5 separate regions of the Mus musculus genome follow, and all the other regions are linked to region 2. A link is a contact called in public HiChIP or PLAC-seq and promoter capture Hi-C data. All regions are on one chromosome and are shown on one strand. The core of a region is the stretch at or near the end of the contact, and the rest is flanking DNA. Distances in the headings are between cores, read along the strand shown.

Evidence for each region. Promoter capture Hi-C pulls out the DNA fragments that hold promoters and counts their contacts. HiChIP or PLAC-seq counts read pairs in DNA pulled down with a chosen protein or histone mark.
Region 1: a contact with region 2 is called in an HNF4G HiChIP or PLAC-seq map of pancreatic cancer cells. The contact joins the promoter of 1110038B12Rik here to the promoter of Ddr1 in region 2.
Region 3: a contact with region 2 is called in an HNF4G HiChIP or PLAC-seq map of pancreatic cancer cells. The contact joins the promoter of Hspa1l here to the promoter of Ddr1 in region 2.
Region 4: a contact with region 2 is called in a promoter capture Hi-C map of embryonic stem cells. The contact joins the promoter of Sapcd1 here to the promoter of Ddr1 in region 2. A contact is called at or near these places in 2 of 39 promoter capture datasets (embryonic stem cells and liver).
Region 5: a contact with region 2 is called in a FOXA1 HiChIP or PLAC-seq map of pancreatic cancer cells. The contact joins the promoter of D17H6S53E here to the promoter of Ddr1 in region 2.

What each region holds. Positions count from the first base shown.
Region 1 is chr17:34,951,035-34,953,851 of GRCm38.p6, forward strand. 1110038B12Rik (RIKEN cDNA 1110038B12 gene) reads right to left here and starts at 1,437. Exons shown (of 4, transcript NR_015536.1): 1 at 1,318-1,437; 2 at 1,102-1,139; 3 at 851-891. It overlaps LOC115488834 (a small nucleolar RNA gene), which reads right to left and starts at 1,041; the gene lies at 979-1,041.
Region 2 is chr17:35,699,245-35,701,944 of GRCm38.p6, forward strand. Ddr1 (discoidin domain receptor family, member 1) reads right to left here and starts at 1,346. Exons shown (of 18, transcript NM_001198833.1): 1 at 1,187-1,346. It overlaps LOC115488883 (a small nuclear RNA gene), which reads right to left and starts at 65; the gene lies at 1-65.
Region 3 is chr17:34,971,260-34,973,959 of GRCm38.p6, forward strand. It overlaps Hspa1l (heat shock protein 1-like), which reads left to right and starts at 1,444. Exons shown (of 2, transcript NM_013558.2): 1 at 1,444-1,603. It overlaps Hspa1a (heat shock protein 1A), which reads right to left and starts at 897. Exons shown (of 1, transcript NM_010479.2): 1 at 1-897. The coding sequence starts at 666.
Region 4 is chr17:35,026,584-35,029,283 of GRCm38.p6, forward strand. Sapcd1 (suppressor APC domain containing 1) reads right to left here and starts at 1,433. Exons shown (of 4, transcript NM_023893.4): 1 at 1,214-1,433; 2 at 861-1,001; 3 at 111-203. The coding sequence starts at 1,327. It overlaps Msh5 (mutS homolog 5), which reads right to left. Exons shown (of 25, transcript NM_001146215.2): 24 at 2,613-2,686; 25 at 2,022-2,269. The coding sequence ends at 2,158. It overlaps Gm52318 (a long non-coding RNA gene), which reads left to right and starts at 965. Exons shown (of 2, transcript XR_003952415.1): 1 at 965-1,053. It overlaps Vwa7 (von Willebrand factor A domain containing 7), which reads left to right. Exons shown (of 17, transcript NM_138582.1): 17 at 1-158.
Region 5 is chr17:35,125,071-35,127,867 of GRCm38.p6, forward strand. It overlaps D17H6S53E (DNA segment, Chr 17, human D6S53E), which reads left to right and starts at 1,332. Exons shown (of 3, transcript NM_033477.2): 1 at 1,332-1,380; 2 at 1,573-1,715; 3 at 1,852-2,797. The coding sequence starts at 2,045. It overlaps Gm20522 (predicted gene 20522), which reads right to left and starts at 1,273. Exons shown (of 3, transcript NR_168268.1): 1 at 1,088-1,273; 2 at 163-245.

The sequences.
Region 1 (2,817 bases), core at 187-2,686, 750 kb before region 2:
ACCTAGGGTACCACCCAGGGAATGTCAATCCGATAGACACAGGATGCGGTAGCCAGTGTGTGTAGTTAGGCTTCGGACTGTTGCAGAGCTATATAAAGCCAAAACTCCTGGGGACTGAAATTTAACTGCTAAAACCTTTAACGAAAAAAGGTGGCATGGGCCGGAGAGATGGCTCATAACCATGTGTAATGGGATCTGACGCCCTCTTCTGGTGTGTCTGAAGACAGCAATAGTGTACTCACAAACATCTAAATCTTAAAAAAAAAAAAAAAAAGGTGGTTGGAGCCAGGACTAAGGCCATCCTGAATTGAGAGCCCGTCTAAATACCCAAAAGCATAGTCTAAAACAGTGGCTCTCAACCTGTGTCACCAAGGAACCCTTACATAGGGGTCCCAGACAGGACAGCCTGTGTTATCACAATAGCAAACTTTAGTTATGAAGATACAAGGAAAATAAAACCGATGGTTAGGAACATCACAGCCCGAGGAACTGCATTAAAGGCCCTCAGGAAGGCTGAGACCCACTGCCGTGGACTAGCATACAGAACTTAAAGGCACAAGAAATAATCAAGGCAGCTCCTGGATCCACCATAGATTTAGAGTTAGGGAGATTAGTTAAGATCTAAAAACAAAAAGATGGCTGGGTGGTAGCTTGCTTGGAGACTGGCTAATGCAGGCAGGATATTAAGAACAAAACAAGGGCCAGTCGGTGGTGCTGTATGCATTTAATTCCAGAGAGTAGAGGCAGGCGGATCTGAGATCAGGGCTACATGGAGAAACCCTGTCTCGAATCCACCCCTTCCAAAAAGTCAAGCCAAGAGACAAGCATGCCAGTGAAACCTAAGACTAACCTTTCTTCAGGTGTAGGCAGCTGGCGTGTGTCCTCAAATCCCTACCAGAAAGCAAGACACAGAGGTAAATTACTCAGAACTCTAGGCCACTCAAAACCCACGCCACTGCCGATTTTGGACCCGGGGACGGTCAGCGCGCTGCGGTGATGGCGTCAGCGAGACACTCAGAATCACCAGAAATCATCATTACTGTCCTCTCCCCGAAACCAGCCCCTCCTCACACCGCCTACCTCTCGCCAGCATGCGCTTACCATTGTGCTACTGGGTACGGCTGGCGTGGGCCAGGAACCTGGAAGAGATCATTGAATGAGCACAGGTCGTAGAGACCCCGGCCTGCAGCCCCCACCCCGGCCTGGGTCAGTTACAAGGAGTGGCGTCACGTGGACATCAGAAACTCTAGTCTGTAAATGTGGGTCATCATACCCGGCCCCACACCGCAGAGCCCTCCCCACAGGACCCCAGGATACCTGCGGCACGAGGCGGACCCATGCCTTGCTCTCCGGAGTCCTCAGACCCTGCCCAGACCGGTGGAGAACAAAGAAGGGTGAAAACACGGCAAACCGTGTGGGCGGGTGCACAAAGAGACCCGTGTGCCGCCCGCCTCGGCCATTTATACCCACGCCTGGCCCGGGGGTCCTGACGGACATAGTCGTCTTCTCATATGCCTGACTTGATCGCGCTGACAAATGCGAAGGGAACAAAGAGGAATCATGTTTCTTACTGTCCTAAGTAGAGAATCATGTATATGACGACAATTTGATAAACTACCAATCCAAAGGAAAGAAAAAAAAAAAAGAAAGAAAGAAACAGGCAGCCTAATCGGCCAAGATTGGGTAAAGACCCTGGAGCTCCTACAGGATAGGTCAGCTCTTTGGTCTCCTTTAGGCTTATGGCTTTGCGGATTCTGTACTCATGTTTGGATCCAGTCTACCCAGGAGGACTCATATTGCCTACACCTAGCAGAAAAATCTGAATTTGCACCTCAGCTTCTGCTCTCCGTTAAAAAGAAAAAAAAAAGAAAAAAAAAAGATTACTGAGTGCTCTGCTGCATGTACACGTGCGTGCCAGAAGAGGGCATCAGATTCCCTTATACATGGTCACGAGCATTTGGTTGCTGGGAATTGAACTCAGGACTTCAGGAAAAGCAACCAGTGCTCTTAACTGGTGAGCCATCTCACCAGCCCCAACATTTTTATTTAAAGGGGGATAAAAGCCACACACACACAAACACACATCTGGCTCATAGTCTAAGATGGGTTCCAACCATGCCTACAATTACAGGCGTGACACACTACTATGTTGAGAGAGAGAGAGAGAGAGAGAGAGAGAGAGGGGGGGGGGGTCGGTTTCAAGACCGGGTTTCTCTGTGTAACCCTGACTGTCCTGGAACTTGCTCTGTAGACTAGGCTGGCCTCGAACTCACAGATATCTACTTGCCTCTGCCCTGAGTGCTGGGATTAAAGGCATACAACACCACTGGCCAGCTTTTAAGAAATATTTTTAGATTGATTGTATTTGTGTCTATGTGTGTTAGAGGAAGTTGTAAGCCACCTGGTGATAGGTGCTGGGAACTGAAGCCAGGTCCTTAGAAAGATCAGTAAGTGCTCCTGACCACTGAGCCACTGCTCCAGCCCCTTTGTCTTTTTTTTTTTTTTTGAGACAGCAATTCTGTACCATGACGGTCAACATTCCTACTTCCTTTTCCTAAATGCTGAAATTACATGTGCAAGGCACTATACGCTTCTCTATCTTCATTTTAAAATACATTTTAGCCAGAAGCAGTGGTGCACAACTTTAATCCTAGCACTTGAGAGGCAGGGGCAGGTAGATCTCTTTGAGTTCAAGGCCAGCCTGGGCTACGCAGTGATGAGATAGTGCCTCAGAACATAACTAAAATTTAAAATCTAAGAATCCTATAGTAGCCGGGCAGTGGTGGCACATGCCTTTAATCCCAGTACTTGGGAGGC
Region 2 (2,700 bases), core at 96-2,595:
TAGGGGCCGCATTAGTCTTCTCTGTATCTTTCCAATTTTAGTATATGTGTTGCCGAAGCCAGCACCACTCCACACAGATCTTGACATCTTCTGTGTGTGCGTTTGATTTCTTTGTGTTGCTTTGGGGCGGGGAGAAGGACTGGTTAGTTGCTTGGGTTTTGTTGTCTCACTGTGTAGCCCTGGCTAGCCTGGAACTCAGAGAGATTCTCCTGCCTCTGCCACTCGAGTGCTGGAACTAAAGACCTGTACTCCTAACAGCAAGATAGTTGGTTGGGGTTTTTGTTTGTTTGTTTTGTTTTGTTTGAGACAAGGTCTCAAGTTCAACTACGATGCCAAGGAAGGCTGACCTTCAGTTCTTTATCACCAGAGGCTAATTACAGGTGTGTGCCACAAACCCCGAGGTAATCTATAAAGTCAGATCTCACCATTTAGCGAATACTAAACGGCAGACACAAGCTCCTATAATCAGAAGACAAAGTGAGCCACACGCAGGCCCTGAGGTACAGGATCCTCAGAGAACGGAGCCACCCACCCCCAAACATCCAGAGTGACTGAGCCAGAGGGAAGCCAAGAGCAGGCAGGAACAGGTGGGACTCAGGTGGGAAGAACAGCAAGAAAAACAAGGACCATCTCTCCCTGTTCTCAAGCATTCTACTGTGTGTGACCTGTCCCTACAGTGAGTGCCACACGAGTCTGGACACACCTCCATCCTTCTCAGCCACTCAGTTGTAGGCCAGCCGGGCGGTGGCTGGGAGAGGGGGTGCTGAAAAGAATTGCCTGGCCAGAAAGGGAGCCTGGGAGCGTTGCTCATTGGGCGGTGACCTCGTCTCTTGGCACAACCCGGCAACCACGGAGCGTGGCTGGTCTGGTAGGTTGGGCGTCAGGCTGGCTCCCTCTGGCCTGGGCAGCTTAACCGAGCATGTCCGTAAGCATGGCACCGGAGGTTGAGGGGTAGGCACCGATAGGATGACTCAGTGGGCTACATATGCGCGCACCTGTCCTCTTGGAGTTAGGTTCTCCCCTCACCCAAGAAAAGAGAGGTCCTCGCTCTCTTTTCGGAATAGTTTCTCGGAAAGTCAGGACCCTCTGCTTTGGATGGAGAGTCAAAATCCCGGGGCAGCAAACATAACTGGGGTTCCCCAACCCGCTCCCCTTGCCTCTTGCTCGTCCCCGCCTCAGTCCCTACCTCTCATGGCTCTCCGGGGCGGACCCGGGCGTCAGGCCCCGGCTTGGGGCCTCCTCGGCGGCGGGGCGCGGGAGGGGAGCGCAGGCGCCGGCGGGGCTCGGGTGTCGGGAGGCGGCTCCCGCGAGCAGCTGTCGGGGGCCTGTTCCGGGGAGAGGAGCCAGCGCGGGGCCGGATCGCGCCCAGGCGCCGCCTCCCCGCGCCCGTCCCCCGCCGGTACTCCCGCCCCGGCGCCCGCGCTCCCACGCCCGGCGCCGCCCCTCGCTCCTCTCCTAGTGCGGTACCCGCCCTGCAAGTGCTCCCCAGCGCGTAGCCTCCACTAGGTGATCCGCACGCCCATCCCCCGCCACCCCGATGCTGGGGTACAGCAGCACCATCAGGGGCCCGCTAAGCCCCCTAGGGACCCCGCGCGGTGGCTCGGGGGTGGGGAGAGTTGGCGCCGTCCCTCCTCCCCTTTTTCTGGGCTCGGTTCCTGGAGAGAGGGAGAGAAGCACGGAGAAGCGGCCCCAGGGCACGCAGGAAGGAACGGGTTCCCACAGGCCCAGCACCGGAGCGAGAGCTGCAGCCCGGCTGGGGGAAGGGAGCCGGGCTCACCTGTCTAGCCAGACCCTCTAGGTTCACACTCCACCCCATTTGTCACCATTTGGCACACACCCCTCCTCCGGATCCCAACCTAAATCACTCCCCCCATCCCCGCGCGCCCCAAGTCTGAGAGCCGGTCACACTCTTTTAGTCTCAACTTTTTTCTGTTCCCTTCTTCCAGAACCTCTCCCCAGCTTGGCAGCTCCCTCCTGTCTTCTCAGGATCCCTGAGATTCAAACCCCCAAGCTCCGGATCCCCCTGGGATCCCTGCTTCATCCAGGCTAACTCTGCAGTCTTTCTCAGGCAAGCCTCCCTCAGTCCCAGTCAGTCAGCTCGGTCCCTGGTGGAAGCCGCAGAGTCTGGCTTCTGGCAAGGAGAAGGGCAAAATGGAGCCAAGACGAGGTGGGGGTGGGGGAGGAAGATAGATAGGCGCCCTGAAAAATAAAGACACTGCCCAAAGCACAGGAACGCATGACCCAGGGATACAAGGAGACAATGAACGGAGAGAGCTGCTGAGCCATGGACCGGAGAGATAGAGGCAGGGAGGACAACAGAGCTAGTGTGGGAGTGTGGGAGGTGTTCCGTCCCATTCAGCACCACCTGTCATTCCTACCTCTCTCCAACGCCACCCCCCCCCCCATACCTGCCAAGTCCCCGGATAATGTCAGGTCACAGTAAAGTCTCCGGTCTCACCACCCGGTTACAAACACATCCCAACTGACTCAAAACTCACACCCAAAAAGCATTTCCAAAGAGTCTCAAGAAAGACACGAAGTCCAAACAAACCAAGACAAGTACACACAAAAAACCTACCAGGAAGATAAGCTGCCCCTAGGGAGAAGCCAAGGCAGGCTGGGTCTCCAGTTTACAAACCCAGGGACGTTCCAGCTGCTGAAGGACCTGCTAATGGCTCCCATGGCCACTGGGAGAACTGC
Region 3 (2,700 bases), core at 194-2,693, 730 kb before region 2:
CGTGGCCTTCACCTCGAAGATGCCGTCGTCGATCGTCAGGATGGACACGTCGAACGTGCCGCCCCCCAGGTCGAAGATGAGCACGTTGCGCTCGCCCTTGCCGGTCCGGTCCAGCCCGTAGGCGATGGCGGCCGCCGTGGGCTCGTTGATGATCCGCAGCACGTTTAGACCGGCGATCACGCCCGCGTCCTTGGTGGCCTGCCGCTGAGAGTCGTTGAAGTAGGCGGGCACCGTGATCACCGCGTTGGTCACCGGGTGGCCCAGGTACGCCTCAGCGATCTCCTTCATCTTCGTCAGCACCATGGACGAGATCTCCTCCGGGAAGAACGACCGGCTCTCGCCCTTGTAGTTCACCTGCACCTTGGGCTTGTCGCCGTCGTTCACCACCTGGAAGGGCCAGTGCTTCATGTCGGACTGCACCACCGCATCGCCGAACTTGCGGCCGATCAGCCGCTTCGCGTCGAACACGGTGTTCTGCGGGTTCAGCGCCACCTGGTTCTTGGCGGCGTCTCCGATGAGGCGCTCGGTGTCGGTGAAGGCCACGTAGCTGGGGGTCGTGCGGTTGCCCTGGTCGTTGGCGATGATCTCCACCTTGCCGTGCTGGAACACGCCCACGCACGAGTAGGTGGTGCCCAGGTCGATGCCGATCGCCGTGTTCTTGGCCATGGCGCCGCGCTCTGCTTCTGGAAGGCTGCGCTCCGCGGCGTGGATGCTCCGGGGAAAGTTGCGCTCCGCGGCAGGGATGCTCCTGGGAAGGTTGCGCTCCGCGGCAGGGATGCTCTGGGGAAGGCTGGTCCTGGCCGAGGATCGGGAACGCGCCGCTCGCTCTGCTTCTCTTGTCTTCGCTTGTCTCTGGATGGAACCAGATTTGGTTCTGAGTAGCTGTCAGCGTCTGGTGACCTGCTCGCCGCCCTGCGCCTTTAAGGAGTCTTCACCGGCCCCGCCCACTCTCCGCTGGGCCAATCAGCGAGCCGGAGGAGGCCTTGGGGCCAGGAATCTTCCAGCAGTTTCGCGTCTGGTGGAGCTTCCCCGCCTCCCTTGAGTAATCGGAGTTGTGGGTTCCGCCCTTGTCCAGAACTCTCCAGAGGTTTCTGGGGTTCACTGGAGAGTACGGATTCCTGAGGGGGAGGGTGTGGGGAAGTGCTGGTGCTACTAGTGACACTGTTGCTATGGCGACGCATTACTAAGGCCTGTGTGGAATGGACAAGAAAGATCACCTCTAGCTCGGTGTTGTGTACAGTTTGTTGTGATTTGTGGGGTTTCGCCAACTCGCACAGTTCTGAATATGGGGGTTAAAGGCTAAAACTTAAGGGCTAAAACTTCTCCCCGCCAAGTTTAGGAGACCCAGGGAGATGCCTGGGGGCGTGTCCGGTGACGTGATCCTCTCCAATCGCGTTACAATGGCAGTGCTGCCTCTGACCTCATGGACTAATTTAGGAACTAGAGGCTCTGTCCCAGCACAGGCTCAAAGTTGCCGGGAGGGGCGGGGTGGGGGGTGGGGGGGACCCCGGCTGCTCAGTTTGGATGTTCCTGGAGCTCCCTGCTCGTAGGGGCTCAGCGACTTCAAATTTTCCAAACTGGATCGAAGGCGTAGAGATCCCAGGTGAGCTGGGAAGGCTCTGATTGGAGTGGGGCAGAAGCCTCTGTGTCCCAGTTGGTCCTCGTTTGATGGGTTGAGAATTTTCTTAGGTTTGACTGATTTACAGTCATGGTCTATTGGAAGCCACCATCCTTAGGCCTCATCGTCTTTAAGTGTTGGGATTACTATGTGGCTCTTCACACACAGATCCCCAGTTGTATTAATTTTGGGGTTGGTGGTTGGCAATCAAGAAGAAATGGGGCTGGACGCTTGAGGGACACAAGTGGCTGGAATTAGTCTGAGCTCAAATCGGAGGCAGACATCTTAAGACCTTTTTGAATATGGTATTGACCCTGAAGACAGGAGTTACAATCAAGAGAGGGACCGAAGCCTAGGATTCCAGCACTCCGGATTTTCAGACAGGATGGCTGCGGAGATGGGGCTGGTGTGGGAACAGGGTCGAAGATGAGACTTTGAGCCCTACTTCTATGAAAAGCTAGAAAAGTTGCTGGGAGCCGCCTGGAGGCTCAAGCCTTTAATCCCAACTGTTAGGAATGGAGGCAGAGTATTGCCTGAGCTACATAGTTGGACCCTGACTCTTCTTTTCTTTTTTTTTTTTTTTAAGCTTGGAGGGTGCGGGGATCCTAACAGCCATCCTTAGAGTGAGCTAAATTACTCCACCATAGGTTGCTAAGGAAGGCAACCTGATCTGAGGAAAGCCTAGTGCATGTCTTTAATGGTTTGTCTGTCTCTGTGTGTGTGTGTGTGTCTGTGTATCTGTCTGTCTGTCTGTCTGTGTGTGAGAAGAGGCTGTCTCACCCCCTGAATGAGACAGTTATGAGCTGCCCGCTATGTGTGTGTCTGTGTGTGAGAAGAGGCTGTTTTATCCCTGGATGAGACAATTATGAGCTGCCTGCTGTCTCTCTCTCTCTCTCTCTCTCTCTCTCTCTCTCTCTCTCTCTCTCTCTCTGAGAGAGAGAGAGAGAGAGAGAGAAGAGGCTGTGTCACCCCCTGGGGTAGGCCAGTTATGAGCTGCCCGCTGAGGGTTTGGGAACTGGGCTCAGGTTCTCTAGAAGAGCAGGAGGCCCCTGTCACTGCCACCTCTTAGGTGCCCCCAATAT
Region 4 (2,700 bases), core at 183-2,682, 670 kb before region 2:
GTCCTGGACTGTGTGGGAGTCAGCCAGTGCATATGGACGAGGCTAAATCAGTACGACTCCAAAAGCCCCGTCCGTCCCCGAAGTCTAGAAATTAAAACTAATAAACTCACCTTGTGAATCAGACTGTGCAGACAAGCATTCACCTTTTGAATCCGGGTTAGCAGAGGGGCATCAGTCTCTGAATGCAAGTCCATCAGAAAGTCCTAGGCAGGGTTGGAGGGTGACCGAGTGCTGGAGACAGGTCCTCCTGCCACTTCCTCACCACGGGCCACTCTTCTCATCAGATTCCCTTCTCCCAGAACCCTTCCAGACAGATGGAAAGGCCAGCCCTCTCTCTCCACCTCCATCTTTTTTTTTTTTTGGTTTTTGGAGACAGGGTTTCTCTGTAGCCCTGGCTGTCCTGGAACTCACTCTGTAGACCAGGCTGGCCTCGAACTCAGAAATCTGCCTGCCTCTGCCTCCCAAGTGCCGGGATTAAAGGCGTGGGCCACCACTCCACCTCCATCTCTTAAAATTGCAGTCAGTTCCTTTCAAACTACCTGGAACCCCACCCCCACCCTGGAACCCCACCCCCACTCCTGTTCCTTATGGGTCTTCTCCCCCCCCCCCCCCCCCCGCCCAGTGAGAGACACCCAGGCCACTCTCTGATTCTCTGTGGGGTGCTCAGATGGAGTCCCTCTGAATGGAATGCAGACCACTTCTTCCAGCACAATGAACACTGGTGGCTGTCCTGTCATTTCCAATGCTATTCCAGTTCATGTGCCCTGCCCGTTAACCCTCCCCTTCCCAGAGCAGCCTTTGAGGTCCACGTGCTCCCTGCTTCTCCCTCCCCAGCCCGTGCACAGATGGCTGCCCCCTACCTCGCCAAGGGCCCCCAGCTGCAGCTGCCGTTGCTGGGTCTCCCTCAGCCGGTCTGCGAACCAGGCCTGGCCATGCTCCAGCAGCTCCAGGCCCTGCCACAGAGCATCTTGTTCCCTCTCCAGAGCCTGCATCATCTGCAGCTGGCTTAGAGGAGACACAGGCCAAAACGACTCACTCCCAGCAGGACCCTAGGTATGGCAATCTCCTCTAAAGGGCTCACTATCTGATCACTAAGGATTTGAATAACAAAGGAATACAGAGGGAAAGTCTGTGGGTCCTCAGTTGAGAGGAAATATATGCAGGGTACATCATGGGAGGGGATGTCCCAAGACTGAGTTGGTCTCGCACTCACCCAGAGGAAGAAGTTCTGGGCTCCTGGGTCTTGGCGGCTTGTCCCCAGTGGTAGCAGCAGAACAGTGTAGGGCGCTTGCACCAGGGGTGGCCCACCAGGACCTGGGCTCTCCATGGCTCTAAAGTAGGAAGGGCGGAGCCGGGGCTGGTCCCTCCCCAACCCATCTTCTACCCATCCTGCCTTGTCTTTCAGCCTGTGAGGCCAGGATAATTCTTAAGGCAACAGATAGCTTCCCTTAAACTGTGTGTCAACCTTCATTTTTGTTTTTGTGGTTTTTGTTTTGTATAGTCTGTTGGAAGTAGCTTGTCCTCATTGAGTCCCAAGGACAGAATCTAAATTTATTTAAAGTTTTATTTAGAGTCAGGGTCTCCCTGTGTAGCCTAGCTAGCCTGGAACTCACTATATAGACCAGGCTGGCCTCAAACTCAGAGCTCCACCTGCCTTTGTCTTCCCAGTGGTAGAATTAAAGGTCTGCACCATCGTACCTGCATTTATTTATTTATACCACCATTCCTGACTAAATGTAATTATCTACTTGTTAGTTTATGTGTATGTGTGTGTCCATGAGCTTATGTGTATTCCATGTGTCCCAGAGCCCCTGAGACTAGAAGAGGGTGTAAGATCCCTTGGAACTGGAGTGACACACAGATGTGACCCACCATGTGGTTCTTGGAACCAAAGCCACTTTCTCTGCAAGAGCAGTCAGTGCCTCTAATCACTGAGCATCTGCCCAGCCCAACTGTCACTATATTTGAGTGACTTCCCCCTGTCCCAGCTGATGTCCTGTTGGGTGACCTAAGGAAACACCTTGATCTAAAATAAGCTTTATTCCTAGCACAAGACACAATGTGCAAACTGAGAACTCTGCAGTAAGGGAAAAAAAAAAACCCGAAAAGGCATGGTAGGCCCCGGGGCTCAGGTAGCTGGGAGGCGAGGGAGGACTCTCAGAGGATGGTGGGAGCAGCGGGCAGCACTTCCTGACTAATGAAAATGTCCAGGTCCAGGGTGGGATCCTCCAAGTCCAGTTTTAGAAACGTATCCACCAGTGCCTGGCAGCTGCAGGAGAGACAGAACAGTGTGGCTGCTGGGTCGCCAACTCCCTATGCAGACAGAGGGGAGGGTCTGTGCGGGAAACTGCAGCCTTGGAGAGCCAAGCGTTTCAAAAGCAGCCATGGATACTGAGTTGGTTTTGTTTGTCGTTTTCTGACAAGGTCTTGCTATGTAGCTCAGGCTGGCCTTGAACACCAGGCTTACAGGCACGTGCCCGTGCCACACCTGACTTGGTGAGGAGAAGGAGGAGGAGGAGGAGGAGGAAGAGAGCACGGGGCTGCAGAAAGATGGCTGGGGCCAGGTGAGGGAGAACACAGGAGCTGTGGGGAGCATGGCAGGCCCCACTCACTTTTCCATTTGGTTCCTCCTCAGAAGCTCATTCGTGGCCTTGATGGGTTTCCCACTGCGGATCAAGTCTGAGACCTAGCACAGAGGCA
Region 5 (2,797 bases), core at 82-2,581, 570 kb before region 2:
CTATGTGTTGGAGAGGGGCGGGCATAGCTTGGTTAGAGCACCTGCCTAACACTGGGAAGACCCTGGGTGGGGCCCCTCTCCAAGACAAGATGCATCCAAAAGATGCTGCTGACATTGGGAGAAAAGCCAAAGATACTTTGCTCTGCTCTGCCTGATACAAACCTTGAACTTGAGGAAGCCAGCTGTGATGAAGTGTAATACCTTGTGGTAGGGAAGTTAAAAGTCCCCAGAGAGGAAGTAGAGTCCTGCAGGATTGGCCAATACAACTAATGTCATCCAACCTGTGTGACATTCTAGCTGTGACCAGAGCTCTGACCTCCCAGATAAAAAGTTCAAGATGAACTTTTTTTCTTTTTGTTTTTTGAGACACAGTCTCTCACTATGTGTAGACCAGGCTGGCATCAAACTCAGCTAAAACTGGTTCTGGAGTGCTACATGGGGCTTAACCTAGGGCTTCATACCTGCTTACTGAGTTAGGATTCCAAGGCTTAAGGCAGTCCTAAGAGATCATTTCACTCCCTGAAAACCAGGCAATATGCTTTTCTACACTTCTCTTACGTACTTGGCACCCCCAATCCCTTGAGATGCTTATACAGAGTGCTAGGAACATGAAAGCTTTCAAATCCCAGTCTGGAAGGCCAAAGGGCGGCTGCTTAAATCACGTGGCTCCTGTTATTTACCTTTCTGGACCAGCATTACAAGATATCTCAGGTGAGAAATGGAGGAATGGCGGGGGTTGTGAGAAAGAACCACAGAGAGGCTGGAATCGTCACACAGGGAAGCAGTGGCAAGAGGATCGACTCAAAGGCAGTCTGGGCAACATATGTCCAAGCCTTTCCTGAGCTATATATATCCTGAGCTATATATATATATATATATATATATATGGATCTAAGCTACATATATAGGGGACCTGTCCTTAAAAACAAAGCTGGGCAGTGGTGCAGCGTGCCTTTAATCAAGGAGACAAGAGGCGGGCAGATCTCTTTTGAGTTCAAGGCCAGTCTGGTCTACCGAGCTAATTCAAGATAGCTAAAGTTACATTGAAAAACAAAACAAAAAAATCCCAAACTAAGGGCTAGAATACCTAACCAGTGTCAGCGGCGGGAAGGTCTGGGAGGTGAGCAGCCGAACCCGGGTTCGTGCTCAGGGTCTGGTCTTAGGTGGTCCTCTCTCTACGCCTGCGCTAGTGAATCGCGGGGGCTTCGGAGGAGGTCGCTCTGTCGAGTCCGCCTCACGGGTTGCGGAGCTCCGCCCCCGCTGGTCCCTCCCGACCCGGTACAGCTGCTTCCGGGCTCGCACGGCTCCCGGAGGCCGCTCCCCGGACGCTGGGCCCCACAGCTACTCGCTGCGCGAGCACCCAGACGCCTGGGTCCCCAGGTAGGCCTGTACTGTGTCTTGCGTCTGCGATCTCCAAGGACATCTCTGTTCTGACCTTGCGGAGGCCGCGTCTCAGCTGCGCCCTCGCGGGACAGTAGGGCCACTTTTTGGAATGATAGCTTCCTAAGTTAAGGGATGCACTTAACTGACTGGAGTTCGCTAGACACTTCCATCCCGTCTTCCTCTCAACAGAGACTTCCTGTTCCTTGAGCTCCCTTGGGCAGCGATTTGAAGGTTCCTCAGTTTCAGGACCGAAGGACCCTGGGCCACCACCTTCTTTCCTTCAATGGAACACCACCTCTCCCCTTTCTGGGGCACCTTGGGATGTGGTCTTGGTGAGTGAAACTTGGGGTGCTGACTGCTGGGAAGGAAATCTGAAAGCACAGAACATTGTGGGGGTGACCCTGGCCTTATCGGGCTCTAGAAGTCTTGTTAGTGTGTGGGGTGGCAAATGGATTTCTTTTCCCTTAGACTGACACGGAAGCAGGCCATTTACCACACTTGGGGCTGTGTGAGTCCTTTCTGAATTCAGAGTAGGACAATATCACCAAGCAGACACCTCTTCTGAACCGGAACTGATTCTGGCTTCGGAGGAGATCCTGAGAATCTTACGCAGAGTCAGGAAGTGGTCACAGATTTGGGAAGCGCATTGCACAGCTCAGTCATGTTCCTTCGACGGCTTGGTGGCTGGCTACCTCGACCTTGGGGTCGAAAGAAATCAACAAAGGCTGATTTGCCTGCCCCAGAACCCAGATGGGTGGACAGCTCCCCGGAGAATTCGGGGAGTGACTGGGACAGTGCTCCAGAGACCATGGGAGATGTGGGGCCCCTTAAGACCAAGGATTCAGGAACACGGAGACCCCCCGGGGCTGCTCCAGAGTCTAGCAGGGACCTCAAAGTGGATCAACTGGGGAGCAAAAGAATGGATTCCCTCAAGCGGGACAAGACTGCCTCTACCATTCAAGAGCCTGCAAGACTGGAGTCTGGAGGGGCCATTCCCAAACTAGACTGGGATCCTGTGGATTCAGGTGGCGTGAAGAACCTTGGAGTGTCCGCTCAAGGGAGACTAGGCACCATTGGGCCAGAAGCCCTGTTGGAGAAACCTGGTCGCCGTCAGAAGCTGCTGCGTTGGTTACGGGGGGAACCAGGGGCTCCTTCACATTACCTGCAGGACCCAGAGGAGTACCTGCAGATCTCTACCAACTTGACCCTGCACCTGCTGGAGCTGCTTGCCACAGCCCTGCTGGCTCTGTGCTCCAGGCCACTCCGAGCCATCTTGGATGCTTTGGGCCTTCGAGGACCTGTGGGCCTCTGGCTTCATGGGCTGCTATGTTTCCTGGCCGCCCTACATGGGCTCCACGCTGTGCTGAGCTTACTTACTGCCCACCCCCTGCATTTTGCCTGCCTCTTTGGCTTG